Regions from separate parts of the Astyanax mexicanus genome. Here region 1 is linked to region 2. The links are chromatin contacts, called in public Hi-C maps. All regions are on one chromosome and are shown on one strand. The core of a region is the stretch at or near the end of the contact, and the rest is flanking DNA. Distances in the headings are between cores, read along the strand shown.

Region 1 (4,870 bases), core at 578-3,077, 140 kb before region 2:
GAAAGTGTTTATTTTAAAGAAATGGTTGACTGCATCTTTAAATAATTGATATTTATAAAATGCATGGCAAGCTGCATGACAGGATGGACATGTTTAACAAAAACGTGTATGTAGAGTAAAAGTATTGCAAGTATTATTAGCACTGTAAATGACAAACACAACACTAGCACAAGATAGATATACAGACAGACAGACAGACAGATAGACAGAGTTAGGGATCTCCTGTATTTCCCCTGCCTCTATATTTACCAGTATACCTGGAGTTACTGTTAAACTTTCTTAATCTTGACAGTAGATGGCGCCAAAGATGTAGAATTGAGTTGTTGTCGGCTGTCAGTTTGCAATGTTTCTAATAATTCAACATTTTAAATTACATTACATAATTTACACTAATTTATATGACTTGTATAAAACATTTATTTGTTTTTATGTTTAATAATATGCTGAAATAACGTATTATTTCTGTATTATAATATTCTTTTGATGTATTTAGGGCCCATTTGACAAAACACACTCACACTGCCATCTCATTGGTCAACACCGAAGCCAGAGAACGTTCTGGTTGGTTCAGACCAGCACATCAAACCCACTATCATTCTGCTTTCCTATTGGACACGATCTCACCCACTCAACCCAGTTAATCGCCTCTGATTGGTTGTAGTTCGTGTCGCTCTGAACGAACATGAAAAGGCAAGTTTAGGCGACAAGAGAGGAGGAGGGCGGAAGGGGAGATGGATTCGTTTAAAGAACCGATTCTTTTGAACGTATTTAATGAATCGAACGGCAGAACACTTCGTAAGCGCCCCGGTCAAAGCGCTTCAACCGACAACAAGAGTCGATTCAGCGATTCCTCTGAAAAATGTTCTAGAATTAAAAATTATAATTTTTTTATGTTTCAATTTCATGAGGTTAAATTTATTAAAGTCTTTGTAATGTGTTTATTAAAGTCTTCGTAATGTCCCATGAATTTAACTATTTTCTAAACACCAGTCCCTTATTTATTTATTTATTTATTTATAAATAACTTAGATAGCTTAGCTTACACATTATTAATTATATTATTTATATTTGTAATTTAAAATGTATTTATTTTATGTATATGCACAGTGTACACAAGTTATACGTCTTATTTCTCTGTTTACTTTAGCAAACATTCAACCTATTTTAATGCTTCCGTTTTAGAATACAAAAAAGCGAATTAAAAAAAAGGTTTTTAAAAAAGTTTTTTTAAGTTATTATATAAACTACTAATTAGTAGTATAAAATTCCAACTTTTTATATACATATTTAAATTAGTATAGTATTGCATTTGTATCTAATATTTTAAGTTAGAATGTTGTATAGTAAAGTAACGGCTTTCGTTTTTAGTTAGGCGCTTAAAACTAAAGATAAGAGCTGGGCAATATGACATTATTTTACTGCATTGTGATTTGTGCATTTGCTATTGTGATAAATGGTAGACATCTCTCGTGTGTATTATGTGCATAACATAAACTTTAAAAACAAACTGGGCATTAATCTGACCAGTTCAGATCAGTTTAATTGGATGACATATAACATTATTATTGTTAATTGTGGAATAAAAACTCCGTATTTATTTTAAATGTAGTATTTAATTATTTTTGTCTATTTCTATCTGATAATACTAATGCAGTTTGTCTGTTTGTGAAAACATGATGCATTTAAATTTCTTTAAATATCAAAATACAGGGTTAAAGAATAGTCAAGCCCTATTAGTGCTACAAAACACAAGCTCGGTTCAAGTGTGACTCGCGAATCCGTCCACGATTCGTTTAAAAGAACCGGTTCCTGAAGAGCCGACTCTTTGGCGAGTGGTATATGGCTGAAGGAGGCGGAGGAGGAGTCGATTGACATGGAGAATCCCCCGCAGTAGAGAATATTTACTTCGGCGTGTTTTCACGAAGATTAACTTCTCGTAGGTTTTTAGGAGCGGATTTCTGCAGATATTTAAACCCCAGTTTAGGAGTTTAAGTGAAGAAATAAAGGAGGAGCCTGTGCTGAGAGACTGGAGCGGTGAACGGTGCGCAGAGAAGAGGAGAGAGAGAGAAAGCTCCGGCGCTGTTTATTTTTCTCTTGACCACTCCAGCCTTTTTTCCTGCGGTCATTACGCAGTTCTCTCAGGCTGGATCTGGAGGGGTTTAACCCGCTGGTCATGACTCTGCTCGGCTATAGAGTCGCGGATCTGAGGGCTCTTTTTCAGTAGAGAGGAGCGGGAGCGGAGTTTAGAGTTAGTTTGTAGTTTGTTTGGGAGTTCATATGTAGCTACAAGTGCTTTAAACTCCAGCTACATTTCAGCGTTTATTTGAACTGCGGGATAAAAAGTGCTTAAAATCGTCTCAAGAAATGCAATGGGATTAAGTAGGACCTTTCACCGGAGCAGAACTTCACCCCAGAGCCAGTTCAGACGACCAGGTAAGACCTGAGCTTTCTCCTCCAGCAGCGGCAGCAGCAGCAGCTCTAAACTCAAGTGTCACAGTGGAGGAGGAGTGGGCTGAGCTAACCTAACTATACCCAAACTAAACTAGCTTAGCTTAGCTAATATACAGCTCTGTTTACAAATACATACTGTTAACTGCTTACAAATACATACTGTTACAACTTTTAAATACATATTGTTACTGCTTACAAATACATACTGTTCACTGCTGCATACAAATACATACTGTTTACTGCTGCATACAAATACATACTGTTTACTGCTGCATACAAATACATACTGTTTACTGCTGCATACAAATACATACTGTTTACTGCTGCATACAAATACATACTGTTTACTGCTGCATACAAATACATACTGTTTACTGCTGCATACAAATACATACTGTTACCTCATACAGATCAGTACTTTTACTGCATACAAATACACACTGTACAGATCTGTACTGTAACTCCTTACACATATACACTGTTACCTAATAGAGCTATATTTTTACTGCATTCAAATACATACTAGCCACCCTATTACGTCATACAAATATTTGCTGTTATTTCAGTCATACTTCAGAAATACGTAAAACTTATTAAACTACTGCAGTTACTTTATATATACATATACATGTCAATACTTTCTAAGTTAGTACTGTTATGTTGTAAACACGCACTGTTAAGTCCATCTTACATCTATCAGCATCTGTCAGAAACAAAAATCTGTTCTTATTGATCAGATCAGGTCCTGTTCACACAGAGCAGAGTGAATTGTGAAATAATTAAAACTTTACTTGTCTTGCAAACAAATCTATTTTTTAGTTGTATCATTTGAAGAGCACACATCCATCAACACAGCACATAGGTGCATTAGTGGAGCTGTAGGCAAGTGCAGCTTACTGCTGCAGCTGCTACCCACGTCTAGTCAATGGCTGCTAAGCAACCCCTGTGAAAAGACTGTGTTGATGAGTTTCATATGACACCATCTTTTACTCGTTGCATGTTCAGAAGCAACACTTGTGCTTGCTACTGTGTCGCTGCAGCTGTGCAGCTGATCAAACAGCAAGAAGCCAACCAGGCATGAGGTCTGGCCTAGGACCAGTGATACAGTTACAACAGGGGTTCTCAAGCCTGGTTCAGAAGTTCGACACATTGTTTGGTTTTTCCTGCTTTAACACACCTGATGCAACTCTTGAGACTAATGAACTGGTGAGATGAATCAGGTGTGTTACATCAGTAAGATCACAAACTATTTCTTCGCTATATATTGTGCACTATTCAGTCCACAGCGTATTCATGAAAAAATAGATTTGTGTTTGTGTGCACAATATATAGTTTTTGCTTTGATATCGCAGTAGTCACATCGCAGAACATAAAGTTTTTTTTTTTTTTTACTTTTTTGCTGCTTAATTCAAAGCAGTATTCATGCTGTTCTCATTTTACATGACAGTATCTACCAGATTGTCGATTGCCTAAAACCATTTATTTTACTCTAATCACTGATAAACAGATTGCATTATTATCGTGATAGTCATGTCAGATTAGGGGTGGGCGATATGGCCCTAAAATAATATCACAATATTTCATGGTATTTTCATGATAACAATGCTCTTGGCGATATGACAAAACACTGAATTACAAAAATGATTTCAAGAATACACTACTGCAACAATATGAATATTATTTTTTTATTGTGTACAATATGATATGGCACATCCCTAACTGAAATCTAAAAAAATACAAGCACTAGTTCAGATTTGTAACAAAAGTCAATGATCCAGAATGTCATGATACTAATAATGCATTTAAAATATCTCCATATATGCAGGATTAAAGTAAAATAAATGTTACTGGACAGATATAATTCCTAGTCTCTAGTAGATAAATAATAGGAAATGAGAACAGTGTGAATTTTTCTTTTGCTAAAAACAGCAAAAAAAAGTGGTACCCTGATGTGAGAATTAGGGGTGGGTGATATGGCACGATATTTCGGGGTATAATAACGTTCACGATATTCAAAAATGTTGGCAATATTATTGCGTACGATGCGATATGGCAAACCCATGTATTTATTAGATCATGTTCCTAATATTTTTCCATCTAATTTTTCCTGATACTAAACAGTTTTTTTTGTCTTGCTTTCAAACACAAATACAGCTAAATTTGTAGTGTTATTCAAATCATGAATTTACTTTAGCTATGCTATTCAAGTTCAATCTTTTATATATCACGTACTGGTTATAGTCATGCACGAATCAACTAGCAGCTAAAGCTATTCTAGTCACACATTTAGCTAGCTACCTTAGTTCTATCTTATTTTAGTCATGTGACTTACCTTTTACAGTGTATTCTAATCATTAATGTACCACAGCAGTACTATTTAAATCAAATGAGTCACATAGTTAACTAACTAACTAATTAA
Region 2 (5,649 bases), core at 56-2,555:
TTAATATGAGTTGATGTTTAGAGAACTAACAGGTTTATGCTCACTTAAATGCTGAATGCAATGAAATCCTCACAGCGATGTGTAAAGAAGGACATGCACTTCTGGAAAGAGAAAGCAATTTATGTCAGGGGAAAAAACGTTCAATAAGCATGTGTCCACAAACTTATTGGTATAACTTTAATACAAACAAAGTTTTATACAAGACATTCAGTCAAATACGTTTAAAACAGTGATAATCCATGACTCGCTTTGTGTTTTATTTAAAAACAGATTCATTAAATTCGCTGTTCAGTTTGTTTACACTAGATTTTCTTTACCAGCACGGAGTTCCCACAGATTCTCGCGAGAAGTGTCCACCTTTCCGATCGCTCACTCGCTTGCTCTTTCTCGCTCTCTCTCTCGCACGCGCGTTTGCACGCGCGCGCATCACCTCGCGGATTGGCTCACGCGCGTTTGTTATTGGTGGTGACGTAGCAGCCGTAATGGGAACTTCTGCTCTGTTTACTGATCCGATTCTGTCGAAGTGTCCGTTTGAATGAATGACACGGACATACCATTCAATGATTCATTTGTTCATCACGAGTTTCATATATCTACTGAATAATGTTAAAGGGTTATTGGCTCCCGTTAAGATATAGTTTATTAAGTTTTGTAAGAAATTTTATCAAGGATGAGCTAAGTGATATTGTAACTAAATTAACATGCCCTTCATAAACACATACAGTGATATACAGTTCAGCAAATGTCTCATAAACACAATAATTCTAAGTTATTTGTATACTTAAATTTATATTACACAACACTGCGATTTATGTTCCCTGTTTTCTGTAGTGCTGTGTTTATTTATGTTAGATTTATTATTGTTTTTGCGTTGTGTTTTTTTATTGTTGAAATTGGGCTTAAGGCTAGGGACAACATTTGAAAAAAAATTGGTAAATTTAGGTAAACTAAAATAATGATCAGTGTGCACTGTCACTGAATAAAATAAATTATATATTTTTAAGGTGAGTCAGGTTTGAAATGTGCAAAATAGACAAACAAAAAACTAGAAAGCTGTTTTTTTCTATTATTGATAGTTCACGGAGATTATCATTATTTTTAGTTGTACAATTAGAGCTGTTTTAAAACGATCGTGTGTCTGTCTATCTCTGTTCTTTACATTGTGTGAATGCCCAATAGGATTCATTTGCATTTGTGAAGAGGATGAATCGGTTCCATTGATTCCTTAAAAAAAGAACCGACTCTAAAGAGCGATTCACCCCCCGCTCGTCGCGCAGTGTGTCTCTCCTCCTCTTCTGCTGCTTTCCTGGTCTTCGCTTCTTCGCGTCAGTGTTTATTCGCGTTGTCATGGCGGAGGGACGCGGAGATATGCCGCTTCAGCCGCCGCCGCTCCAGCTCCTCGCCTCGCCGCCGGCCAGCAAGCGACCGTGCTTGCGCCCGGCTCCTCGGGGCCCCGGTCCGGGGCCGGGTCCGGGCTTCCACAACTCGCGCACCCGCTGCCCGGAATCCTTGCTGGACTGCGCCGCCAAGGCCGTGGCGGAGAAGTGGGCCTTTGAGCGGGTGGAGGAGCGGTTTGAACGGATCCCGGAGCCCGTGCAGCGCCGTATCGTCTACTGGTCCTTCCCGCGGAACGAGAGGGAGATATGCATGTATTCGTCGTTCCAGTGCCGGGCGGCCGGAGAGGACGCTCCCGCTGTGGGCTCCAGTGCCACGAATGCTGGCTCCGGCACCGCTCCCGGAGGGGCGGCGGGCACGACGGGGAGCGCCGGGACTGGAGCCGCTGGAGACGGGCTCCCTTTCCGGCGTGGAATCCGACTTTTGGAAACGGGCTGTGTGGATAATGTGCTGCAAGTCGGTGAGTGAAAAATAATGGAGTTTTTAAAGCTAAAATTCAAAAATGGACTTTAACGGTCACTTTTAACGGCCGTTAACGTTAACAGCTAGCTAGTTCACTTTGGGCTTTAATTCGTTTCGTGTGGAAACGCTGGAAACACTTTCCCTCAGGTAACGTTAGCTAGCGTGCTAGCGTAGCTAAGAAACAGCAAAAATGGATTTAAGAGTTTGTGAGGGAAACAAAAAAAAAATAAGTCAGACGTTTAAACTTATAATAAAAAAAAAAAATTAAGTTTTTCTGCTCGACGGGTTGCTTCGTTCCGTGTCCGCTTGTTTGTTAGCTTGAGTGCTAACGCAGTTTCGTCAGAGGGGTTTTAAAGATTAAAAGGGGGTAGGAGAGGAGGTTAGCCAGCTAGCTAACCTACGTTTCCTCACTCGTGAGATATGCGAGAATGCTTGTTTATTCGAATTTAATCACTAAAAATGCCTGTAGACGACAAATGTGTAAGAAAAGGACAGATTTTAATGCTTTTTTTTAAGAGTATGAAACTCAACTCCGCTCCCCCTCATATGAACGCCTCACAATGGAGGCGCAACGTTCTCTCTCAGCTCGAAGGTGAAAAAAACAACCGTGGTGGTCAGAAAACCTCTATTATAAACCTTTGGCTTCAATGTTCGTCGATATATCATCGAAATTAAATCTTATTTTCTTAGGTTTATGTGTGTTTTTGCGCCTGGTCGCTTTTATTGGATCCCTTTATTGTAATGAAGCGCAGGCTTATGGCTAGCTAATCCGCTTCAGTTCAAATCTCATGGCTTTTGTTTATTTGCTTGCTTGCTCGGGACAAAGAACGTCTGTATATCTCAAGAAAGCCAGAAAAAACACATGTGCGGACACTTATTAATGTACGAGCTCGGTGTTGGGTCGAAATTCGACAGTATAAGCAGAAAAAAACAGCTTGGTTTTGCTTGAAATTGTCGTTGTGTGGCTCTTGGGTCGCACAATAGCTCTGGCTCCCTCCCCCTCTTCAGGATGATCAATCAGGACAGGAGGAGAAGAGGGGAAAAGCCTCTCCGTATAGATTAAAATCAGCATTTAAACAAAGGAACACCACGGAAAGTCAATTTCAATGCTTCTGGCCTTAACAATAAGACCTGCAGGTTGAAGATATGTATGTCCTGGGTGAGGTTTCAAACCTGTTCATTGTTTTTTTTTTTTTTTTTTTTTTTTTTAGCTACATGAGCATGAGGCTGTTTCATTTCGACATACTAGCGTAGATAGCAGGTCTATAGGCTTACCCATACATAGCATGCAAAAACTGAGCTGACTGGCGGAAGGAAAAAGACAAGGAAGACCTTTAAACATTGTGTACAATGTATAGATATGCTGTGAGAAGTAAAAATATTATATTACGTACTTAAATACATTTAGACGATACACAATATTTATTGTGATATTTTGACACAGGGCAATCTGCATCTGTAGGAGGAATTCTTACAGACTTCTTCCTTCAAAGTTACAGTGATTCTAAATAAAATGTGCCACACTTCCCCCAGTAAACAGGACTAATCACACACTCTGTTATAAAATGTGTTTGGTCAGTTCAGTCAGTGTTCTTTAGGCACTAAACATACCCATAATTTGCTCAGAAATTATACTGCCTGTCACAGTGTAACAAAATGGACCACAATACCATAAAATATTGTCATTATGCCTTCCCCCATTGAGAAGGCCTATGCGAATGTTTGCGTTTATGTCATTTTCTAGGCTTGGACAGAAGCCTTGGCATCAAGCACAATGTTCTCCATAGGGCATCAAGAAGCACCTTTGTAAGGAGACCAGTTTTAGTGCCTGTTTTCCTTTCTTGAAATAGCAGTTATGCGATCCTCCAATCCCTATTAAACTTAAGTGCTAGGAGGCTGGTGAAAGCGTGCAAATACCTAATTGAATAAAGAAGCCACGATTGGTTTATTCTTACAAAGATCTACTGTGTCCCTTTAAAGGCCTGCGTGCATGGAAATGTGATAACTGTGGGTGTAATGAAATAACACGGGCACTTATTTAGCAACCTTAAAAGGTTTCCTTCATGAAGGGAACCGAATCCTCTTTGCCTTCAACGGAAACTTTACATTCAGGTTCTATACATACTGGGCTTAGTTTCCACACATTAGAGTTGCGTTTTTGAAAGGACCGTGAGACGTTCTAGATTTCAGTCACTGTAAGATTAGCACATGGTAAGATTAGCACAGCTATTCTGGAGGATGCCATACTGTTTTTATCTTGTTCTCCTAGTAGTTGGTCCTAGTGTGTAATTGTAAAATTATTTTCTTTATACTTTTATTTACTTTATATTTATATATGTCACACGAAAACATATTTTTATGAGAAAACATACATCTATCCAAATTTTAAGTGAAAGTCATTGTAATCTTTTTTTTATTTGCAGCGTTTCTATTTGTCTATTTATTGCGGATGCAGCAAAATGAGTTCTTTTTTCGCTGAAACCATCAAACAAAATGAAGTATGTGGCTGAATACAGAATACTAGTTTTTACCAATGTTGCATTAACATTTAACATTACATAAATTAAATAGCCTACATGTATTTTTGTCTTGCTTTTTAAACCTACAAAATAGTATAAATGTATTTATAAAAAAAACATACCAACTAAGCAATTTATGTTTCTTTGTAAATTATTTAGATGTTTAGTTTTTTTTTGATTGCCAAAAATTTGGTGCATCTCAGCAAATTATCATAAAATTTGAACTGCCTTCAAAGACTTTTGATTGTAGATTGTAGATTGCATCTACTATTATTTAACATATACATAAAGGTAAACAGTAATTTTATAGTATACAAAAACTTCCTTCTTGGCTGTACAGTAAATTAACACAATGGTTTGAATCCAAGTCATCTTCCATTCGCCAGAGACACGGTGTGTGTGTGTTTCCTACCATTCTGTTAGCATTAGCCAAGCCAAACTTCAGCACCAGACCTTGTTTTTATCATTCTCTCACTGTGTCGTGTCTGGACTTCCTCTCTTTTGAACCTGGTAGTCACAAAGAAACTGCAAATGAGGTGCAGAAAGTTCTCACACTGATCTTAACGCCTTCACTGCTATGCAAGAAGCCCAGGGTTTCACACTCCACTCAGTTCAAGGAAGCCAACCTCACTTAGCTTCTCTGAGCCTCGCCAGCATGCCAATAGCTTCACAGCAAGCAGACAGTTTCTTTAAAACCCAGAGCTTAATCTGGGTGATTTCTTCCTTTAAATCAGCCTTTCTGTTTAAGAAGCAGCTTAATTAGATTCTGTATTACAAATGTATGTTATTGGCTGGGGGACTCAGATTGTTTTTATGACCCCAATATCGGTATTCCCATATTGGAGATATAAATATCGCCCAGGCCTGGGTGAGCATCCAGCTGACTGCATCTCTGTTGTCCATTGTCGGGGTTGGTGTCTTAATTAGAATAATTAATTCGAGTTTGTGTTTGCGTCCTTACCTTCCCCCATGCCTGGGTCTTATAAAGTCCTTGGAGAGGAGGTTCCAGCTTTGAGTTAGGCCTGAGGATTATTGGGTCATGCTTTGTTACCCAGCTGTAGAAACATCCTCCCCCTCAAACCCCATTCTCAATGAGGGGAGGAGGTATATCTGTGTGTGTTGGGTGGGTGGGGGTTGTTAAGTGCACAAAGCTGGGTTGGGGTGTTTTTATGGAGCCTCCAGTGGTGGCCAGAAGGCCAAAGTTCTACCAGGTTTGTTTTCTGGCCTGTGGCTGCTGAGATAAAACATCTGGCAAAAATGTGATTATTTGGCT

Evidence for each region. A called contact is a pair of places that touch in the nucleus more often than the background predicts.
Region 1: a contact with region 2 is called in a Hi-C map of muscle, with 12 times the contacts expected there. The contact joins the promoter of tesk2 here to the promoter of zswim5 in region 2. A contact is called at or near these places in 2 of 3 Hi-C or Micro-C datasets (both in muscle).

What each region holds. Positions count from the first base shown.
Region 1 is chr4:37,602,044-37,606,913 of AstMex3_surface, reverse strand. It overlaps tesk2 (testis associated actin remodelling kinase 2), which reads left to right and starts at 1,827. Exons shown (of 11, transcript XM_022679153.2): 1 at 1,827-2,433.
Region 2 is chr4:37,456,272-37,461,920 of AstMex3_surface, reverse strand. It overlaps zswim5 (zinc finger, SWIM-type containing 5), which reads left to right and starts at 1,305. Exons shown (of 14, transcript XM_022679146.2): 1 at 1,305-1,855. The coding sequence starts at 1,348.